Regions from separate parts of the Mus musculus genome. Here region 1 is linked to region 2. Evidence: chromatin contacts called from public Micro-C data. All regions are on one chromosome and are shown on one strand. Each heading gives the region's core, a stretch centred on a gene start, on an enhancer-like site or on the middle of the called end of the contact. The rest is flanking DNA. Distances are from core to core; before and after follow the strand shown. Region 1 overlaps Arhgef11 (Rho guanine nucleotide exchange factor (GEF) 11). Region 2 holds the start of Gm40085 (predicted gene, 40085).

What was found. Hi-C and Micro-C count contacts between places; a contact is called where the count stands out from the background.
Region 1: a contact with region 2 is called in a Micro-C map of trophoblast stem cells, with 2.3 times the contacts expected there. The contact joins two enhancer-like sites. A contact is called at or near these places in 5 of 39 promoter capture datasets (embryonic stem cells, hippocampal neurons, liver and 1 more), 9 of 484 Hi-C or Micro-C datasets (the HL-1 cell line, cerebral cortex, embryonic stem cells and 5 more), 1 of 115 datasets of contacts at active chromatin or transcription factors (bone marrow-derived macrophages) and 1 of 9 other capture datasets (embryonic stem cells).

Annotation. Positions count from the first base shown.
Region 1 is chr3:87,670,968-87,677,911 of GRCm38.p6, reverse strand. The region is part of intron 1 of Arhgef11 (Rho guanine nucleotide exchange factor (GEF) 11); the gene reads right to left. Among named protein-coding and RNA genes, the nearest start is that of Gm6570, 5.6 kb to the left of the region's middle. Within about 2 kb of position 1,636, at least 8 of the 459 cell types and tissues checked have an H3K27ac peak or open chromatin away from gene starts, as enhancers often do. A contact at or near this core is called in trophoblast stem cells, where this site is marked.
Region 2 is chr3:87,505,533-87,512,983 of GRCm38.p6, reverse strand. Gm40085 (predicted gene, 40085) reads left to right here and starts at 341. Exons shown (of 2, transcript NR_168327.1): 1 at 341-876. Within about 2 kb of position 3,758, at least 84 of the 459 cell types and tissues checked have an H3K27ac peak or open chromatin away from gene starts, as enhancers often do. A contact at or near this core is called in trophoblast stem cells, where this site is marked.

The sequences.
Region 1 (6,944 bases), core at 387-2,886, 170 kb before region 2:
CTCAAATAACCACTTACCCAAGTGTTTATATTTGTTACTATTATTTTTACTTTTAGAATTTTTTTTACTTATGTGTCAGTGTGCCGTCTGTGCTTCTGCCAAGTGTGGAGGTGACTGTGGAGGCCAGAAGAGGGCATCAGACTCCCTAGAGCTTGAGTAAGAGGTGGCTGTGCATCTACTACTGTCTGATGTATCTACTACTGGTCCTTGTCTGAGGAAACCGCCCTCACTCTCTTTTAAGCTGTTAACAAGTAACCACATCTGTTATTTCTCCCCTAAAGTCATCCACTATAGTTCATCATCCTTTGCTCTTTGGTGTTTTGTGTACACTAGCCCATAGCTCTAGCATTGAGCTGTACCTAAAATCTCCTTCCACCATTAAAAAATATTTAAGGGCTGGAGAGATGGCTTAGCGGTTAAGAGCACTGACTGCTCTTCCAAAGGTCCTCAGTTCAAACTCCAACAACCACATGGTGGCTCACAGCCATCTATAATGAGATCTGATGCCCTCTTCTAGAGTGTCTGAATACCACTACAGTGTACTTACATATAATAAATAAATAAATAAATCTTAAAATAAAAAAATGTTTAAAATGTCACCTTTTCTTCCTGTGAGCAGTCTAGGGTGACTTATTCACTCGACCCAGACCTCCCCCTACCCCCAATCATACGAAAAAGAGGTTCACTCACATTTTCACAATCACTTTAAGAACACCTGTGTAACTGTTGTCCAGGATATCAAAGATATATATATGCACTGAAGAGCTATCAAGTCCCAGCCCCAGTCTCTCCTTTCTAATTTCATGAGTGTATCAGAGGAGGAACTGGCTATCAGACGTGTGTGTGGAGGAAGCAGGCAGACTAGTATGCTGAGGGTTGTTTAGCTTGTCAACACTGGAACACAGATGGGATATGGTTTTAAAAACAGAGCGTTAGAGGCTGGAGGGAGATGTCTCAACACCCATGTAAAAAGCCAAGTATCAATATGTACCTATAATCCAAGTGTTCAGAGGCAGGGCTGGGACAACCCAGGGGCTCCCTGGCCAGTCAGTCTAGCCATTCAGTGAGCCTATCTCAAAAATAAAGTGGAAAACAATAGATGGTGACACCAGAAGTTTATCCCTAGCTTCACATATGCGTGCGTGGACACACACACCCCTCCACATACACATATTCCTCCCCAGACAGCCAATAACATCTGGCCCCCTACACATTGTTAGTGGTTCAAACACAATCCCAAGTCCAGGTTCAGTCCTTTCCTGGCTGTGTACTTCTCAGGCAAGTCACCTGGCCCCTCCAAATCTGATTCCCAGCAGCTGCAGCAGCAGCAGCAGCAAGTAGCACTATAACAACAAGCAATAACAAGAAGTGGTACCACCAGCTTTCTTAAAGGCTATGGAAAAAGACAAAATCACCTCCTCCACAACTCCTTGAAGCTAGAATGTTAAAAACTGAAGCCAGTGTCCTCAGCTCCAGGCCAGCCATGCACATGCTTTCTCCTCTGCAAGCAGTGCTGTGCAGGCCCATGCCAGAAATTCAAGTTTCTTGATCTCGAAATGAATCAATCGGGCCCCTCCGACTTGACTGCCCGGCATCTCAGGAATCCACCTCGACAGCACGGCCTCTACAATGGCCTGAGGCACCTCTGACTTCACCTGACAAGATCTGGCCTCCTATACCCACTTCAGCTTTAACTCCTGCACGTACTAGTGCTTTTGCTTCACAGCTATCCTTTAAAGAAGTGAGTCACAACATTCAACACCCTTCACCTTTCAGGGATTCTCTGTTTTTTGTTTTCTTGAGATAGGGTCTCACTGTGTAACTCTAGCTGTCCTGGAACTCACCAGGATGGCCTCCAAGTCACAGAGACCTGCCTGCTTCTGCCTTCCGAGTGCTGTGATAAAAGGTGTGTCCACAAAGCCTGGTCCAATGATTCCTGTTTCTGATTGAGCTCTAAGTCTTGAACATGGTGTGTGTGTCTTTTACAAGTCCATATCTTTTGCCACACTCCCCTTGACCACCAGTTGCTAACTCTCTGAGATCCACTCATTCTTCAGGGCTCAGCTTCAGATATATTCCAGGGAAGCCACACTGGATTTCCCTGGACCTTCTTTCTATGGTGCCAACCTAAATAGCATGCCTTTAATCCCAGCACTTGGGAGGCAGAGGCAGGTGGATTTCTGAGTTCGAGGCCAGCCTGGTCTACAAAGTGAGTTCCAGGACAGCCAGGGCTACACAGAGAAACCCTGTCTTGAAAAAACAAAGAATTCAGTCCTATACACTAATCAGTGAAGCATCTGCCAAACAGGCAAACACACGTTCAAGTGCACTGGAAGCTACAAATTAGATCCAAGGAATGATTGGCATGTGTTAAATGGATTTACCCAGAGCACCCCGGAAAGGGTAGGATTCTGACAGCGGCTCTGTTGACATGCAGGGAAGGAAAGAATGTGTATAGGCACAGAAAAAAGTAAAAGACACAGCAACCTTGTCGAGCTGTCAATGCCATTGCAATATTGAGAAAAAAGCAAAAGAATTAAGCAAGAAACAGGACTAAAGAGATTCTCCAAAGACATGAGTTTTCAGCCTGTTCTGCTGTTATTAGGAGTATCTTAGAAAACCTCCTATTAAGTTCAAGTCTATTTTTCTACCTAAATAATATGGATAAATGTTTCACTTGTTCGGGTCTTCCTATGTCACATGGCAGCTGTGAGAACTAAGTGAGATCCAGTATGTCAAAGGCCCTGCAAACTGGAAAGCAACCCAGCGACCTTAGGAAGCAGAATGCCATCAGGACTGGGGCAGGTCGCACACATACAATCTTTACATGTGAGGGTTCTGGATTTTACTTATAGGAATAGCACTATCTAGCACGACCAGATAGATCTTTAAAAAGGGAGACCTGACTACCAGTGACTAGAGTGTACTGAAGAGAAAACACCAGAGGCCCAGAGATTATATAGGGTGGAGGACATATACCTGAAGGGGAGCACTAGCAATCAGACATGCCAGAAAGGCAAATGAGAGTGTCCCAAGGGCAGGCTGCTGGGAGCTGATGTTGGGTGCACTTTCTGGCCTTGTCTTGCATTGAATAATAGCATGTGTTAAAGAGTACTGGCTAAACTGTACTTGGTTCATACTAAAATATGCTGTAAAAATAAAATACACACCAGATTTCAATAATTTAGTGTAAAAAAAAAAATGGTCTCAATAATCCTTTTTCCCCCCAAGACAAGGTTTATCTGTGCAGCCCTGGCCATCCTGGAACTCATTCTGTAGATTATACTGGTCTTGAATTCTAAGATCCACTTGCCTCTGCCTCCCAAATGCTGGGATTGAAGCACCACCACCAACATATTGAAATGATAGCATTTTGAATGTAATGGGCTAAATGAAATGCATACCATCAAAATTAATTGTATCTCTCTCTTACCACTTTTCATATGGCTACTATAAAAATTTAAACCACACCACACAGTGGCTTCTACTTTGTGAACCATGTTCTGCCCTTTTCTGCAATTGGAGCCTCTAGCCCTTCAGACTAAGGGAAGGGAGGGAGAGTTACCTTCAGCTGACTTCGCTATGGCCCCAGCAGGTGTTGCCATGAATCTGCCATGGAGCTACACTCGTGGAGCTGCACCCCATGGAGACTATATTCCTGGGTTGGTTGGTATGAGACATTCTGAAGGTCAACTTCCACTCCTGGCACTCAAAACCTGCAGTGCCCACCTACCAGACAACCAGGTAGGGTGTTTGTAGCTCCTCTCTTTTCCCTCTGCTCCCCCAAATCCAGTTCCCAGTCTCACCCCCAGCTCTGCAGCAGAACAGCTGCAGTAGCACACCTGCAGCAGCCTTCCCTCCCCCAGGTCCTGTCTCCTGTGGATCCCCCAGATCTTTACTTTCTGACCTCTTTCCTCCAACTAGTTGCTTTGTCTCTCAGCATCTAACCCTAGCAGGGATGCCTGCTGGGCTGCTCCTGTCAGTGCTATATAAGTAGGCCACACCTCTTCTTGTCCTTCTCCAGATCTTATTTCTGCTTTGACTCAGTAGTCATTCAATAGAGAGTCTTTCTGTTTCCATGAGTTTGTAAGCTTTCTGTTGTTGTTGATCCAGCTTTAATTCATAGTGGTCTGATAGGGTATAGGGAATAATTTCAATTTTCTTGCATCTGTTGAAACTTGCTTTGTGACCACATGTGTGGTCAATTTTGGAGAAAGTTTCATGAGGTGCAGAGAAGAAAATATCTTCTTTTGTGTTTGGGTGAAATATCCTGTAGATATGTTAGATCCATTTGTATTTCTCTGTTTAGTTGTGTGGATGACTTGCCCATTGATGAGAGTGGGGTACCGAAGTCTCCCACAACAAGAGAGACAAACCCAAACTAGTTATTAAAAGGCAGAGACTCTCAAAATGAACAAAATCAGAAATAAAAAGGGAGACATAACAACAGACTTAAAAGAAATCCAGAGAACCATAAGAACATACTTTTAAAAACGTACTCCACAAAATTGGAAAGTCTAAAAGAAATAGATAATTTTCTCAATAGGTACCTGTGACGGTTTGTATATGCTTGACTCAGGGAGTGGCACTATTATAAGGTGTGGCTCTGTTAGAGTAGGTGTGACTTTGTTGGACTAGGTGTGTCATTGTGGGTGTGAGCTTTAAGACCCTCATTTTAGCTGCCTGGAAGTCAGCATTCTGCCAGCAGCCTTCAGATGAGGATGTAGAACTCTCAGCTCCACCTGCACCATGCCTGCCTGGATGGTGCCATGTTCCTGCCTTTATGATACTGGGATTGAACCTCTGAGCCTGTAAGCCAGCCCCAATTAAATGTTGTCCTCTATAAAAATTGCCTTGGTCAGGGTGTCTGTTCACAACAGTAAAATCCTAAGACAGAAGTTGGTACCAGGAGGGGGGTTTTTCTGTGATAGGCCTGACCATACTTTTGTTTGGAAGAATGTGGCTTTTAGGACTTTGGATTTGGAAAGTAGTGGAATGCTTTAAATGGGGCTTAATAGTAGGAATATGGAAGACTTTGTTACTGAGAGTGATTTGAGTTGTTTGGACTTGGCCCAAAAGGTTTCAGTGAAGAATTTCAATATATGGCCTAGAGACTGTTTTTGTGGCATTTTGGTGAAGAATGTGGCTGCTTTCTGCCTTTGTCTGAGGAGTGTGTCTGAGGCTAATGTGAAGAGACTCAGATTAATTGCTGACAAAGAAAAAGTCTCAGAAATCTTTAACCTTCAGGTCACTCAGCCTACAGTTGAGATGAATTTCAAAACACCATGTGGAGCTGTTTAATCTGTTATGCCATATTTTCAATAAACCTGAAAACCAAAACCAAAACCAAACCAAACCAAAACAAAACCAAAAACCAAAACAATAACAAGAACAAGAAAAAAGAAACACCTATCACAGACGTTTTTCTCTGGTTAAGTCTCATGAGAAGCATAGCATGCTGAAAAAGGAAAAATATAAAATATATGGTCTGAGTATTAAAGAGGCACCAGGAAGTAAAAAGGAGCTGATTCCTGGGTTTAAGGATATTAAATTTAATTAAGGGAGTAGTGATCTTGGGGTAAGATACCACCCAGCAGAGTTTTGGTCCGGGCTTGGCAGAACAAACCTTTAATACCAGAAGGCAAAGCTAAGCAAATCTCTGAGTTCAAGGTCAGCCTTGAACAGAGCAGGTTCTAGGTGAGGAAAAGCTTAAGTCCAGGCATGGCAGTACATGCCTTTAATCCTAGAATTACAGGAGACAGAGTCATGCAGGTTTCTGAGTTAAAGGTCAATCTACAGAACAAGTTCCAGGACAGCCAACCTTAGGCAGTGAAGGAGTTAGAAAACAAAGCTGGTGATAATGTAACAGAAAAGGGAGGCCATGTTCTAGCTCTATCAAGTAGCAGGACTCGGCAGCTTCAGCCATGTGGCTCTGGCTTTAGAGTCAAGAATAGAAGGGCCTACTGGGACAATTGATGCTGGTTAGCTGGAGCTAAGAAATTAGTGGTGATTAAGAGATCAGCATCACTGAGGGGAATCTTCTGGAAAGTGTTATCTGAGAGCACAAAGAAGCTGTGTTCCAGAGACAGCCAAGGTTGCATCTCCTTCTGCAGCTGTACTTGGTAATAAGTAAGAGTCACCCAGATGATTCTGGTTTTGAAGGCATGAAGGGGTCATCAAGAACAGCTGAGGCTTGGCACTGTGAGAGGCTATGGAAGGCCATTGGTGAAGGTGCAGTCCCAGTTGCAAAAGAGGGTCCAAGACTGAAGGGGTCATGCAAAGGAGTTGAGGCTTGGCACCATGAAGAGAGCCCATGAGAGGTTATTGGTGAAGCTTAGTTGCAACAGAAGACACAGCATACTGGAGAAGCCAGTACCATGGGATGATCACCAAGAACAGCAGTGGCAGTGGAGTGGATCAACCTGAGCTTAGAGTGCTATAGAGGACAGGGATGTAGAAGTGATGCCAGCCCTTTCCAAAGGAGCCCAGAAGAACATGTGTGGATCCCAGACATTGAAACAAGAAGCTGTAACACTGAAGTTGCCTTGGAGACCCCAAGATGTTCAAGATGCCAGAACCATGTGCTATCTGCTGAGGAAAGCTGCTAGTAGGGATGGAACCAGATCAGGAGAAAGAAGTTTGTTGCAGTCAACAAAGATGAAAAAAAGAGTTGGAGATCTGAAGACTGCTTTGACATCAGACATGGTGATGCAGAGTTTGGAGTCTGCCCAGCTGGTTTCCTGTCTTTCTTTGGGGATTACAGTTAAGTGATTGGATGAATCTCAGAGGAGACTTTCTTCTTTTCTCTTCTCTTTTCTTTCTTTCATATTTATTTATTTATTATATATAAGTACACTGTAGCTGTCTTCAGACACACCGGAAGAGGACAAAAGATCTCATTACAGATGGTTTCAAGCCACCATGTGGTTGCTGGGATTTGAACT
Region 2 (7,451 bases), core at 2,509-5,008:
TATTCTGGAGGACAGAGCACATGGAAGTTAGATCGTTTTGGAGTTCTCCGGAAGCCCAGTCTCTAGCAATTCAGCCTTTGGATCTGACTCGTCACCCTCCATCCCATTCTCCAAGGAAAGGGGAGGCTGCTGTTCCACTATCTTTGGCAAAGGTGGAAACTGGGTGCTGAGAAGAGGCTGGCAAATAGCTCACAGCTCAGAGGAAAGGTTTCTAAAGGGGTGGGGAGACTTCCAGTGGGGTCAGGTGTCTGGCCGTCACGATAGGGGTAGGGCAGCTGCTTCCTCTAAGTGGGTGGGGAAAGTCAGCAAGCCATGACTAAGCAGGGTCCTGAGCAATTGCAGTGTGCCGCTGCTTCACAGAAAAGGATCTGAGGGAAACGTGCCACCGGCCAAGGAAGGCCTCAGAGAGGAGGTGACAGGCCTGGGGAGAGGAGGAGGGAGAGCAAACAGTTGAGGTTTCAGAAGTAGAGAGCGGAGATAAGAAAAGATAAGACAGGATAAGAGAGGTGCCTGGGACAGAGCCCAGGCTCTTATTGAGCAGGCAGGGATGGGGTGGGGTGCAGTTAACACTCTCAGCACTCTTTCCTTCTCAGCATCTCTGGAACAGTCTGCAGCTCTGGGTTACCCTCTGCTAACAAGGCAGCCTTCCCAGCATCCCCCAGCCCCATCTGCCTTTGCAACTCCCCTGTGCAAAGTGGTCTCAGCACTAATCGTCCTGGCGCTCCCAACAGGCACAGTTTGCCAAGGTGTACCATATAACCACGGCAGGCACTCTTCACGTGTTCCCTTTTGCCTGCCAGGAAATACCGAGGAAACACAAAGTGAAAAGGCGAGCTCTTCGTTCAAAAACCAAGACCTTCAAGACATCACATGCAGGTTAGCAGCTTAGGAGGGTGGGCCCGATGCCTGGCTGCTTCAGGAACGGCATGGGTCAGATACAAGGACTTCTGTGCTATTGGCAGCCCCACATGTATGCTCTCTCCTTTCCTTCCTGCCAGTTAATCCACCACCCGCAACCCCATTTAGGGAAGGATGGAGGCTTTGTGGAGGGGGGGAGTAAAACTGTCCTTGAATTGATCTCCTCTGAGGGCTTCAACTCCCAGGCTTACTCCAGATGGGGCTGAGGCTATGTTGGAATTAGAGCGTGCACAGACAGGAGGTGTGGACAGGTGGGGTGACTGTGGCTTCTTGGCTTTCCCAGAGAAGTGTCATTTTCTTCTCTCTTTTTCTACAGAGCACTGGGTGAGGGCACTCTACTATCTGACTGGGGGGGCAGGGTGCGCAGGCAGAAGAGGTAAAGGAATCTCAAGATTCTTGCCCCTTAAGGAATTGTACATTCTGATGAGGGATAAAGAAATAAAAAAATTGGAAAAAAAAGCATATATATATATATATATATATATGTATACACACACATATATATATATATATCACATTGTCAAATATTATCAAGTCTCAAAATAGGTGTGGTCCATGTTGTTTAGCTATATATTGTCAGAAGAATGCAGGGGTGAACTGAACGAGTCCACATGCAGGGGCTCATGAGATGGTTTATTTGGTGTACTTTGGTGGGGCACGGAATCACAGCTAGAAATTGGAAAGGGGAGGTGTGCCAACAAACCAAGAGGGAGACATGAAGGATGACCGTGAGCCCGAAAGGTGACTGACTGAGTATGGGTGGGTGACCAATCACAGACATGGGGACTCTGAAGTTAGACGTTCTCAAGCTCAGGTCTGGCTCGGCAGGGAATGGCCTGCAGGACCCTGGTCACCGCCTACCCTGTCAGGGTCTCGTGCTCCCTCAGAATGTCCGTATCTGCCTTTCAGGGGGTGCTTTAAGGTTTAGATATAAGCAAAATGAAATCAGGCATAGACAAGCCAGGTACAGTGTTGAGTTCCAGGCCAATCTGGGCTACACGGGACCCTGAAACCTCGTCTCAAAGAACAAAACGGGGGCTAGAACGATGACTCAGCAGTTGAGAGCATTGTCTGTCCTTTCAGAGGACCCAGGTTCAATTCCCAGCACCCATATGGTCACTTACAGCCACCTGTAACTTCAGTCCCAGGGGATCCAATACCCTCTTCCAGCCTCTGTGGGCACCAAGCATGCATATGTGCACAGACACACGCGAAGCAGACAGAACACCCCACACATAAAGCAAAACAGAGCTAGAGTTAGCTACTACTGCAATGATTCTGACGGCAGAGTTGCCTGGCTGAGGAAGCTCAATCTTGCATCAATTCTGTTGCCAATCCTTCCAGCTGGACCAATTTGGACAACTTACCCTCTCAGGCTTCATTTTCTTCTGAAAGTAGAGATGATAATGCCATCTTCCTGGTAGGAAGTTGGGGTTGCAAGGATTAAATGGCACCTTCCATACGAGGCACCCAGGGCAGGGCTTGGTGTATGAGAGCTAACAGTGCTGGCACTGAAATCTAATCCTCCCGAATCCTACAGGTCACGGGGAGTGGGGGACACTTGTGTGAGACCACTCAGCCGGCAGCCAGAGAGCCAGCCCCGCATTCCCTTCAGAGAGGACAGACAGAAACAGGGCAGACTGCATTGCTTAGCCCCAAATTAGAGCTACGGTTCTCACCGATGAAGCCCTTTGTGCTCCTGGCAAAGTACTTTCGCTGTGCTGTGGTAACCCCCTCCAAGGGCGAGGCTGGTGTCTTACTCATCTCTCCAGAACTGGCACCTGACACCAGCTGACCCCTGGAAGGTGTGGAGACTAGTGGTGAGGCTCTGGGGGCCAAAGGGGCTTGCCATCCGCCTGGACTGGGTACCACAGGTGGTATGGAGGCTTCCAGACTGGCTTTTTCCAGGAGGAAGGGAAGGGAGGATGAAGGTAGGTTTCAGATGGGTTCAGTGTAGGGAGATGGAGCTAGGCTTCTATACTGTGAAAGGAAGTTTCTCAGTCTCTTACCCATGAACTGACTTATGACCCAAGGTCCAGGTGTCTGTCCTGGATTCACTTTGGCCAGGAAGGGCAGTAACTGCCAAGCAGTGGGGAATGGAGCAGAAGACTGCTGGTCTTAGCTGGGCTACAGTCCACTGATGCATCTCAGGAGCATGGGAGAAAGCCTATCACAGCTGCTGTGAAGGTCCAGACCCAAATCTATACAGAAAAGGATAAAGAATAGCCTGTCACATGCACAGGGCCATTCCACAGCCCAGCTACTCTGGAGTGGGGGAGGGGTGGGTGGGTGAGGGGCTTCCATGTAAATGACACTCCCCTCCCCCTACTCCAGGAGGGACCAGCTCCCAGTGTGGGGAACGAGGGTCCCTCATCTCAGCCAGTCTGGATCTTTTTTTCCTCAATAGACATCATTCTCTCCCTGTGTTTCCCAGCCGTCTCCCTCTCCCTCTACTGGCCCTCAGCAGCTCTCAGTGGTCTCCCCTGAGGTGGCTGGCACTGGTCAAATCCTCATAAGAACAAGGAGTGAAGGAGGCCAACTATCTTCATCTTGGGTTTCCTTTCCCTTGGTTCCTGTAATCCCTAGAACCCACATCTCCCAGGGCCCTTCCCTGCCAACCCTCCCTGCCTTCAGGACCTGGCCTCTGGGTGGGGAGGCACAGTTTAGCGTCTGGGATTTCCCCAGCCCGCAGTAGCAGGAAGTCTGAGTTGGGAGAGGGAAAGCCTGACTCTTGGCTGCTGCCCAGGTACTAAGCAAGACCAAAGTTCAGGGGAGAGGCCTGTTTCCCTGGTCAGCTGGGGACACACTCTGACCTCTACTTATCTGGACTTGGGGACTTGGGTCCCTGAGGCTGGAGGGCAAGGCCAAGTTCAGGGGAAGGAAGTGGAGCTAGAGGGCGACAGGAGAGAGAGACTGCTCCACCTTTTGTCTCCCAGGCCTTGCTTTGGTTGGCCCTGGTCCCTGTCCATGCCGTGAGATAGGATGGTTGACTTTCCTGAGTTGAACACTCGTGTCATCCGAAATCCTGGGGCTGGTAAGGAGACACGAGCATTTCATCCTCCGTGCTTACGGAAATCCAGTTGTCCTAGAGAAACTAGGTTTGTGCGCACAGTCCACGTGTGGCCCAATTCTGACCTATCATGGGCAAGAAGGAGGGTGTCTGGAAACTGGTCTTTTTTGGCGCTGTTTCTCCTTAGCGAGGCTGCGTTGGAAGGAATGACCCTATTAATTGGGCGGTTGATCAAGAGCCTCTTCTTCCAGGACTCTTACTTAATCTCTCAGTCTCTGTTCTTACCCATGCCTCACTTAGCTCTCTGGCTCTAAATGAGCCTCTGGGGACCTCCGGCAGCAAACGCAGCAGGGGACGAACAAGAGCCAGCGATAGCCCTTGGGGAGGACGAAGCAGAAAACACTGGTGACAGAGCACATTCCCCGTCCCATCAGCCAGCCATGCCACCCTCTAGGCCACTTACTCTCTAAACCTCTTCTTAGAGGGTAGGCTCTTCCAGCGCCTGTTCTAGAGCAGAGGTAAAAATGATGCAAAGAGGAATAATGACTGTGAGGGAAACCCTGGGTGGACTGGAGTCTGGATCTTTAGAAAAAAGAAGCGGAAGGGTGTTATAGAAGGGAATCCCCGAGCCTCTACCGCCCCCTAGTGGAGTATTCTGCATGCTCAGTCACTAGCCCTGTGATTGGACTGGACTCTGTACAGCCAGCAGGTGGAGGAAGGTGGAGCCACCCAGTGATATGTGTAGGTAACTTACAATCAGAAGATGTGGCCAGAGAATGTCCCGGTTTACTGGCAGTCATCGAAGTGATTCAGTAGTGAGATATACAGTTGTCACTATCGAGTAAGAGGATTCTAAAAGCATTCACACCTCAGTGGACACCTGGGGATTTACCTAGAAATAACCCTAAGGAGGGAGATTAAAATCTCAGAAACACCCAATTTATTCTTCTGGATTGTGAACAAGAACACAGTGTACGAAACTAAAGGTACAGCGTGGCCTCACGGACCACGGTCAAGACAGGCGCAGCCACAGGTTATGCATGCCCTAAACCTTATCACAATAACCGCTTTTTCTCGAGTTTGACCCCTCAGAATGTAACCGTGACAGCTAAGCTTGGTCTGAGTTTGGGTCACACATGGACAATCGTTTCTTTCTTTTTTTTCTCCCTTACTCTCTTCACTCAGTACCACAGGACTCTCTCTCACTGTACTAGGCCTGGCAGAAATGAAGATATTCTAAAATGATACTTGTGTCTCTCGTCTGACTATCCTATCAGATGACTGGAACGAGCGACTCTAAAGAAATGGGAGTTTCCCCAGGTGTCTCATACTGGGACAAACAAAAACCTCAGGTCTTTTGTGGGGGGGAGAAACTTGTCTCCCCCAGAAAGAGATCTCACACAGTTCTAACAAAGTTGTCAGACCATCTTATAAGATGAGACCGAAGTCTGGACAGAATGGATCAGAGATGGGCAGGACCACACCTTGACCTTGCCTGTTTTGATGTTCATATTCTTGACCCGGTACTAAAATTGAAGTTTATTTCAGGACCCAGAAGACAGACTTGAGAAGATTCCTTGGCTCTCTTTGTCCTTCTTTCCAGTGTAGCCACAATGAATACCCCCACCCCTTCTGCTCTTTTAGTTGATGTATTGAGGAGGGTGGCTGGACCTGCCTTGGGGACTCTCAAGTTTGATCACAACACCAGTCTTGTCCTGTTGCTGTGGAGTGGGTAGCTAGAGAAGAGGACCGAGTGACTGTGATCGCATGAGTTGCATATTTAGCGGGCCATTGGCACGAACACAGGGCTCCTTCCTACTCTGTCTCATGGACATTGGACAACTCCCTCAGGGTCCTCCCTGCTCTATGTAGCATCTGTCACCTCTCTTCCTGCTCCTAAGCCCTTCTGGCACCAGTTTTTCCATTCCTTGGGGCTTCAAAGACAGAGCCCAGTCTTACTGTTTCGTTCTCTCTCCTGTCCACAGCCGGTGAGGTCTACTTAAGACTTCCTTCCTTAACAAGAACAAAACACCCCCCCCCCCGTCACCCCCCATTTCTCACTGAGGTCCTATCACAAGGTATTAGCACCTTCTCTTCTCTCCCTCTTTTCTTCCTCCACTCTCTCTGTGGGTATCATGGGGTTTGAAGAAACAATCAGAATCTTTTGTAATTTTATGCGCTGCTTGTTTTTCTAAATTAAATTTATTATTTGAGGTTTATATATGGATATAACACAATCCGATTATTCTCACCCCCTCCACCCTCTCTTATATCTCTTCCACCCCACTGACTTCACCTTCCTGCCAGCAATTTCCCTTCCCTCTTTCAGGTCTTCTTTTGTTCTGTTTTGTGACTCACCGAGTGCAGTGAGGGCTACCCCTGCGAACACAGATGTAACTATTTACTAGAGCATGGCCACCACTGACTACAGTGACTTCTCCTTCCCACAGCAGCCAATGGTTCCCTGGGGGAGGGGCAAGGCTCCTGAGTCCCCCCTCCCCCAATATATCATTGGTGGTTGCACAGACCCATTGCAGACAATCTCAGCTGCTGTGAGTTTGTGATTGCAACAGTTATGTCACGTCCAGAAGACAATGATTCGCAGGCCTCTCCCCTTCTGGCTTTTAGGTTCTTTCTGCATCCTCCCTTGTCATGTTCCCTGAACACTGGAGGGGGTGATATACATGTTGTACTCAAGGGTGAACACTCAGTAGTCACTAATTCTTTAAGAAGCCACGAGCTTTTGTGTTAACTGCTGTTCCCTGCTCAAAGCAGCTTTATCTATCAAGGTTGAGAGCATATGCTGCCGGATATCCACATAAACAGGAGCTGCCTGACAAAATGTCCATTTGGCAAAACAAAAGTTTACTCCAAGGCCTACGACCTCTAGAAACACGGATCTTTGGCCAGGTGTACAGAGACAGGAAAGAATTTCCTGTAGAATGGGTCTCAGCTACAACCAGAAAGCAGCTGGTTTCTGTCTTAACAGCTATGCATGAAATTTCATGTGGACTTATGGTGACCAGGGTTTAGTCAAGGATAATTCCCAGGAGATGTTGGCAAGGGGAAAGAAAAAATTGTGACTCCTGCCCCCACCATCAACCTGTGGAGAGGCGAGGCTGGGTCTGGTGATTTTCTATATGCAGAAGAGGGAATCTGCTCCTCTGGCTTGTCCTTTCCCAGAGGACAAGCCTGGGCAGCAAGGACCTGGGACAATTGCTGCCTCCGTCTGTCCAAATCGGGTGCCAGCAGTTTATAAGACGGGAGAGGAGGTGTCTAAAACTGAGGGGCACAGGGACTTGAAGGGAATTTGTGGTCCTCAGGCTTGGATAGAAGCACTAATATAATTGTGGGTACTGTACGGATGGAGACTGTCCCAGAAGGAAATTGAACTGCCAATACTTGTTGGGGTGCACTTAGAGAACAAGTTAGTTGGGGTGAACTTAGAGACTAAATTCCAGGGCTATTTGTAGCCAGTTCTGTTCCTGGCTTCCAAGGAGGCCTAGGGTATAGTTGAATAAGT